Linked DNA regions of Mus musculus: region 2 is linked to region 1. A link is a contact called in public Hi-C data. All regions are on one chromosome and are shown on one strand. Each heading gives the region's core, a stretch centred on a gene start, on an enhancer-like site or on the middle of the called end of the contact. The rest is flanking DNA. Distances are from core to core; before and after follow the strand shown. Region 1 has its middle 2.8 kb from the start of Gm35894. Region 2 overlaps Gm36212 (a long non-coding RNA gene).

Region 1 (3,890 bases), core at 872-3,371:
ACTCCCTCTTTTGGCCTATGCAGGAACTGCATACCCATGATGCACATAGACATGTGTAGGGAAAACACTCATACAAATAAATAATTAAATAAAATATAACTTTGAAATAAAAAAAACAAGGAAAGATGTAAACATGGTATTCGTGTATGGAATTCTAAATAATAGTTTTTTAAAAGCTAAAACTTCAACCCTAGGGGTTATTAAATTAATATTAGGTTAGCAATCTTTCTTGGGGTTATTAAATTAATATTAGGTTAGCAATCTTTTTTGGGCCTTAAATAATTACTTACACGTTTTAGTATTCATGCATTCCCACAAAGGTTTTCTTACTATCCTTTCCTGTTTACAGTGAAAAGATCAGGTGGATTTATCTTTTACTGTTCTTAAGAAACCAGTGGTTTCAATCAACTTTTTTGTTTCCTCTTCCTTTTATGCTTTCTCTCAAAGGCCTCTAAATAACGTGGAGCCAAAGAGCTGGTGATGTGAACCTCCAGCATCTCAAGAACCACAAATACAATTTACTACCAAGGGTTTTAGAAAGAGGAAGAATCTTGCGAGTGGTGGCTCGTGTCTTTGATTACAGTGCTCAGGAGGCAGAGTCAGTAAGATCTCCAGTGAGTTCAAGGCTACCCTGGTCTCCATAGTGAGATCCTGCCTAGAAAGATGCTGTACAATTAATAAGTAAGCAAGTCAGTAAGTAAATGAGAGACAAATAGTAGGTCAACCTTTCTCTACTGAGGTTTGCTGGATGTAGAAGGAACTTTCGGAAACATTCAAGTGACTGTTTAGCAGGTTGCACTGTCACACTGACTGAAGGAAGCTCCTTGGGTATATATGACAAAAACTTTCTCCTAAAGTCAACAGGCCCAAGGAAATTAGCCCTTCATCTCCATCTTTCATGACAGGGCTGGGTGGACAAGGCTGTGGCTTCTCCACAATTTCAAAACAGACAAGTGAGTACTTTGGAACAATGGATGCAGACCAGGGAGGCGTACTGTACTGTGGCACAGTCCAGGAGTAGAAGGATCTATTTCTGAGTGTTTCCTGTTTAATCCCAGACACTAAACTTCTCTTTAGTGTTTCTGTCTTCTTTTCCTTCTCCTTCCTTGTCCTCCCCCTCCTCTTTCCCTTCTGCTTCCCCCTTCTGTTTTTCTTATTATTATTCCCCGTTCTTTCTTCTCTCCTTTTTCTTTCTTCTCTTTCTCATCTTCCACACCCCCTTTCATCTTTACTTTCAGAACTAGATCTGCGAATGATTTGAAGACCAGACAAGAGATGTACTGCATGCTTGCATGGCAGTAAGGATGTCATCTGCTGACGCTCTGGTCCATGGTGTCCTGCTACCTTATTGACTTCCTCACTCTGTGAGGTGTGGTGTCAATGTAGGACTCCTCTGTTTCCTACCTCATCTCCTTCACATTTTTTTTAAAACCACATCCAATGAGATTGGGGGAAATTACAAAAGATTTGTGCTTGTCCAAATTCAGGCAAGAAAATTAACAAGCCAGTATGACATCTCTATTACCAGTGGAAGCCAAATGTTTGAGCTCTGATACTCAGGCAAGGCCATAAATATCTTTTAAACGATTGTGGGAAGAAACTGTGGCTAGACAATGCATCTAAAACAAAAATAATTAAAATTCTTTCTTTGTGATACAATTCATGTAAAACCCGAGTTTATTTTGTTCCTAGAGAAAGCATGGGGAACTGAAAGCGTTGGTCAGACAGTGATGCGTGAGAGCACTGGACAAGCAACTTTCTTTAAAAGAGTTTCATGGACAGTATTCATCTCCATCAGAGAAAGCGCCCTTCTGTGTTTATGCTTCTGCTTCTCAGGCCCAGATGGGTATGAGGAAGTGGGACTCAGCTCTGGACCTGCTGTGCAAGGGAGATTCCTTTAAAAAACAACTGGATTTTTGCATTTGGCTCATAGGAAACCTAATTACACTCTACTCTCTGGTAAATTCTCTTCAGTCTTCCAAACATGGGGTGGGGTGGGGGGAACAGTGGCAGAAACTGAAAGACCAAGAAAGAGAAAAGAGTGTCCCTAAGACCTAATGAGTCCAAACTAAACACCTCTCCACAGAAATGTCAAACATTTCTCTTAGCACAAAACAAGGCTTAAAGAATTCACTGCTTTTGTCTCTGGCCTAATTCCTTAAGCAGAGAGGGGATTTTCCTCTGGGAGTGTTATTTCACAAAGAAAGAAACAGCAAATAAACAAAAGACTCTCAAAGAGAGAGAGAGTATAAATAAAATTCATGACTCCTTAAAGAGTTTACCCTGAAAGAATGTGGAGGGTTATTGCCACTAAAGCGGAGCCTCTAGGATAGTTAGTGTGTGCGGGGATGTATAGATATCAAAAGAGCCAGCCTTTATTTCATGTGCCTCAGAAGAACTGTGCACCTGCAAACTTTCAATGTGCAAAAGAATCACCAAAATTCATTGTCCTGACTTTTTTTGTTAATTGAAGTTTTCTTGGATCTGGATTTTAAGACATGCGTTCAGCATATAACGTTTTTATTATTATTAAAAGCTGCGGGTGATGTGTGTTATCATTTGGTTAAAACGAATGACCCTGAAAGAGGTCTTAGAAAAAGTTTCTCTCTCTCTCTCTCTCTCTCTCTCTCTCTCTCTCTCTCTCTCTCTTTCTCTCTCTCTCTCCTGTGTGTGTGTGTAATGGGGGGGGGGGTGTAATTTTCTGCATTAAACAGGCATTTAAAAAAATGATTGTTTTCTCTGGCCAAAAAAAAAGGGGGGGGGGTTGTTGAACAAAAGAAAAGTTATAATCTACCAGGAAAAGAAGTTTGAGTTAAAAGAAAAGGCGGCGCCTGTACAAGGCAAGAACTATCTAGTTCCCTGGTAAAAGTTATCCAATACAACATTGTAGTTCATAGAAATCAGGTTGGAGGAAGGGTCCCGTGTATCTGGAACAAAGGCATACATGCAGCAGGCAGGCAGAAATAAATTGTTATTAAGATAAAGGTGGAGGAAGCCACCTGATTATAAATTATAGACCAACTATTCACATTTTCAAGCGAGTGTGTGTTTATTAGACATTGGGCTCTACTTTGAGTGTGACTTAAAACAGCACTGATAATGTTAAAAGCCCCAGAACAGGGGGGATCTAGACAAGTGGAGTTTAAAGGCGAAGTTGGGGTAAAAAAACGTGGTCTTCCAGCAGGCTTAAACTCTGTGTCTGGGAGATGGGTGAGGATTTCAGCACTTGCAGAGTTTAGATTGAGACTTATCCTGACGGCCCCGTCTCAGTGAAATATCTGAAACATTTGGCCCCACGAGATTAAAAGAACAGCGCTTATATTTAGCATCTGCTGCGCCCAACTCCAACTTTGCTACTAATAAAATTCAGCTCTATGGAAAAGAATTTGAATTCCAGCTGGGCAGTTTTCAAAATAAGATGAAAAGTTAAGCAGGCAATTGGTGTGTATTTAAGGCTCAAAACACCTTTCCCCCTAAGAAGACTTGAAGGAGTTAATCCCTTCTCAAGATAATCCACTAAAGAGCATCCTTCATTATGATGTTAAAAGCAAGGATCAGTGCCGGGGAGTGGGACAATGGGGCAGGGGCTTTTCAGTCCCCACCGCATTCTTCCCAGGTTAGAAACAGAAACTGCTATGACTCTAGCTAAAGAAGAGAGGACTTTGCTCAGAGCCACATACTCAGATGGAAGGGAGGGAGGGAGAAAATCTTCCATATTAACAAAATTCCTCATTAGTTAATTTTTCAGGGCGACTAATCTTTTTGATTAAAGAAAAAAGGAAAGAGGATGAATGCTATCACTCAGTAGTTACAGGATGATGTGGAATCACTTTTGATTTCATAGGAAGGGGAACTTTTGATTAAAGAATATTGAATTATTCTGCATTCAT
Region 2 (3,890 bases), core at 406-2,905, 640 kb after region 1:
GGCTTAGAAAATGAAAGTCACATGCAGAAATCATGCCTTGAACTTTCTGGAAATCCGCATGGCACTTCCCATAGACAGTAAGGTCAAGTGTAGTTGAAAATGTCACAGCAGTTTTCTTGGTCCTCATCTAGAGAGAAAAGTAGATAGGGTGTTTGAGTAGAATCCCAGCTCTCCATCTAACCTCAGAGCTAGCTAGCTGCTTGAGACTGTGAGAAGGAGGCAGGATGCCTTTTGATTATTTGTGCTGTTTTTCTCTGCACTTCCTGCTTTGATCTTAGTGCACAGGGACCAAAACATTCTTAGAGAAACTACTTACTTCCTGGATATTTTTGGCATTCCTTGCATCAGGAAGTTAGTGGAAGTATTAGCGCCCTCCCCCCCCTTTTTTTTTCAAGAGATTTTCCTTTCAATCTTGGATGGGGGATGCAGACACTTCCTACCTAAACACCCAAGGCTTTCACCATTTGTACTGTGCATATTTTCACCGTTATACACAAAGACTTGTAGAGAAAAATGATCAGGAGGCACTTAAAGGGCCCACAGCCATGTTCTGTTAACTGCCAGGATTTAAGACTGCCAATTACATAAAGCTATCATTAATCAGCGATATCTGAGATGTGTATGTGTCCTGATAAGAAGGCTGTTCTGAGGTAGTAGCTGGCTTGCTGTTTCCTCCACTACAGAACTGGAAGGGTCTCCTCTGGGGACAAAGAAATGACTCATAAAACAGCCTACTTTTTTTAGATAAAAATAGAATTGAGCTTTTGATCTCTGGCTCAGGTGGTTAAAACTGGTCTCCCTCAATTCTTGACTTTGTATGGGCTCAAACGGTCTAGAACTTAACACACACTGTGGCCAAAAGTTAAGAAGAGAAAGAAACAAGATAATTCTGATGTTTTATTTTAAAAATAATAAAAACAACCTGGAAAGTAAAAATGGCTCCCAGGGTGCTAAACAGAAAGGACATTTGTTGCTTTTTTCCTATGGTATTGTGGTCTGGTTCCTGGTGGGAAAGGCAGTGGTCTTAGCATGTAGGCGCATGAAGGGACCAGGAGGGAAGTCGGAAGACGACACTACATCTTTAAACTGAATTGAATGTTCTGTGACTTTAAATAAAAGCTCTTCTGTTGTTGGGCAAATAAATTTAAACCACTTAACATGGCAGAGAAGGTCAGGCAAGCTTATTATAGCGATCATAGCGTTACAGCTATTGCCATTGACCGCTGCTCTCTGGAATCACCAATAATCAGAGACCGCAAGCTGTGTTTGCTGAGAAAGGTCATCATTCATTTTTTTCAAAGCATTAATATCTTTTGTTTGTTTGGCTCAACATGAAACAGGAATCGATAGAGGTAATTCACAGAGCAATTAGCCCCTCATCTGTCAAACGGCATCTGGGTGTATTTAACAAAAAGACCTTTGGAAAGGTTTAAAAAGAAGGAAAGTGCTTGTATGATCAACAATTTATATTTTCTACATGACATGTTGTGTATGTATCTGTGAAAAGGGGGGCCTTGGGAATAAGAAAATATACATAAAGTGTGCTATAAATCTACACTTCAATGTTATGATGTGGCTGTGTAGGGATAGACCCAAGCCAGCTCAGATTACATTCTCAGGCTGTTCCCATGAAGACAGTAAGGAGTAATAGAAATCTTTGTATCATGGACTCACAGAGCTGGGATGCTTGGATTTCTCAGGAAGGAAGCCCTCTAAGACAAACTGAAGGTGGACAGTGTAACAAATTGAAGAAGGTCAAGCCTGAAGAACAAAGGGTCCCATTTGGGGTCACGGGCCATGATTTCTGTGCAGGGCTGGGGTTCCTCTGAGGTGGGTCACGGTGATGTGTTACATCCTTGCCAGGCTTCGGGAGACTTCTCTGCAGTACCGACTGTCCCTTGTCATCGTTCTTAAAGGAAAGATGAAAAATGAAATTTAACTGCGAGTCCTTTGTGTTGGAAAGAATGAATCCTGATCATGGTCTATGTTTCTCTACAAAGTTTCAAATGCGTGAGCCACAGAATAGAGGTGATGCATTTCAGAGACACAGACTTCTGAACATTTTAACACACAGTCTTGTCCGCACATTCACATAAACGCTATTACTCTCAGCAGGACCAGATGTATTCTGTTTTTTCTTTTCAATTCCTGTTCCTTCTCCCCCCCACCCCACCCCACTTGACTTTTCTTCCACAGCCCTCCTTTCTTTTTCGCTTTGGTCTTCATCCAGACTAAAAGATCGTGGCCAAGAAAGAAATAGAAGATGCAAAAAGAAAGTAGTAAAAGCCGTACTTATTTTACGCTTTGATGAAGCACCCTTCGGGGCTTGAGTCTAGTTTTAGTTTTAGTATCTGAGCACTCTGACATCCCATCTATCCTTTAGGCTGTGTCTGCCTACTTAGCAATGCTTTTGTGCAGAAGTCACAGAATAAAGGTAAGTGGAAATGCAGGAGACTATGATAAACTTCGAACTACTATAATAGAGAGAGAGAAAAAAAAACGAAGACCACAGTAAAATATACAAACATGAAGCCATGGCAAGGTGTGCCTTTAATCCCAGCACTTGGGACAGGGCAAGCAGGATGAGCTCTGTGAGTCTGGGGATAGTTTATTATACATAGTGAATTCCAGGCCAACCATGGCTATATCCTGAGAAAAAAAAAATTAAGTAAATAAAATAAAGGGCAAAGAAAGTAAATAATCCTTCAGCATAATAATGACCTTGAGTGGAAGGATCCCGGAGGTTACCGTCACCTCACTCATGACCTTGATTCACTACATTCCTATAACAAACACACACATTTTCATCGGAAACCTTACAATATTGTTTATACCTATTGTGGTCACACAGTATTTTACACAGATCCCAGATAACCAGGGTTTGTGTATGGTTTGTAAAGGACTGCCAAACAAATGATCTATATGTTTCTATAGAAATGTCACAGAATCTGGGGTTCCAATAGGGAAATCAGCACTCACTGTGCAGCCTGGCTGTCAAGACAGAAAAGAGCACAGGCTACAGCTAGGTTTCTGAAATACTGACAGCCCCCGATGTAAGAATTTCATGTCAAATATGTGGGTCCAGCCCACACTATTGAATGTGCTTTTTAATCCTGCGGTGGGGGGTTCTTCCTCCTTGCAACTTTCTTTTCTGTTTATGTCAACTGTATTAGGCATTTTTCCACTCCTTTACAGAGCAGCTCACTTTAATTAGAAAGGATCTCCGTAATCCACAGATATAGGCTAATAAATATTCTCCAGACTTCCTATTACTGAAGCACACAGTGCAGTTAGCCTGGGCTCTAGCTTGCCTCCATGAAAATACCTGAACAGCAGTTAAAGTCACCCCACTTCCCACACGGGGTGCATAAGCTCCCATCATTATTTTTTGCTAGACTTTCTAAGGGGTGTGGATCTGGCTTCCATGGGCTTTGAATGATCTTCTTGATTTGTAAATCAAGCCTAAGTTAGAAGGATGGACTGCCACCTCCTCTGGGCTCTGCTTCATGTCACAGGGGTACAGTTCATCAGACAAACACCTCATAAGCATCAGTTCTGGCAGGCTTCCAGGGAAAACCATGTCATGCCATTGAATAACATTTAGGACCCAATCTCTCACTCCCCCTCCTCTATAACTAAATAAGTTGGGGAAAGGTCTTGGCCTGTCTCAAGATAACAAGAAGTTTAAAGGACTTACTAATGTTTCATGCTGCAGACACAGAACATTTGGGGAGGGAACCAAAGCAAGATGGTGGCTTTCCTGCAGTTCAAAGGCAGCTCTGATAATGAATGAATACTGACAATCTTTTTTGTCCCCTGATGTGTGTAAATCACCCTGCAGACAATCTGAGGGACACTGGAGCTGAGAGATGAAAGAGAAAGGACGCACA

What was found. A called contact is a pair of places that touch in the nucleus more often than the background predicts.
Region 2: a contact with region 1 is called in a Hi-C map of uterus, with 3 times the contacts expected there. The contact joins two enhancer-like sites.

Annotation. Positions count from the first base shown.
Region 1 is chr7:70,588,305-70,592,194 of GRCm38.p6, forward strand. No RefSeq gene overlaps it. Among named protein-coding and RNA genes, the nearest start is that of Gm35894, 2.8 kb to the left of the region's middle. Within about 2 kb of position 2,122, at least 11 of the 459 cell types and tissues checked have an H3K27ac peak or open chromatin away from gene starts, as enhancers often do. A contact at or near this core is called in uterus, where this site is marked.
Region 2 is chr7:71,232,981-71,236,870 of GRCm38.p6, forward strand. Gm36212 (a long non-coding RNA gene) reads right to left here. Exons shown (of 5, transcript XR_882211.2): 5 at 1,665-1,909. Among named protein-coding and RNA genes, the nearest start is that of 6030442E23Rik, 18 kb to the left of the region's middle. Within about 2 kb of position 1,656, at least 9 of the 459 cell types and tissues checked have an H3K27ac peak or open chromatin away from gene starts, as enhancers often do. A contact at or near this core is called in uterus, where this site is marked.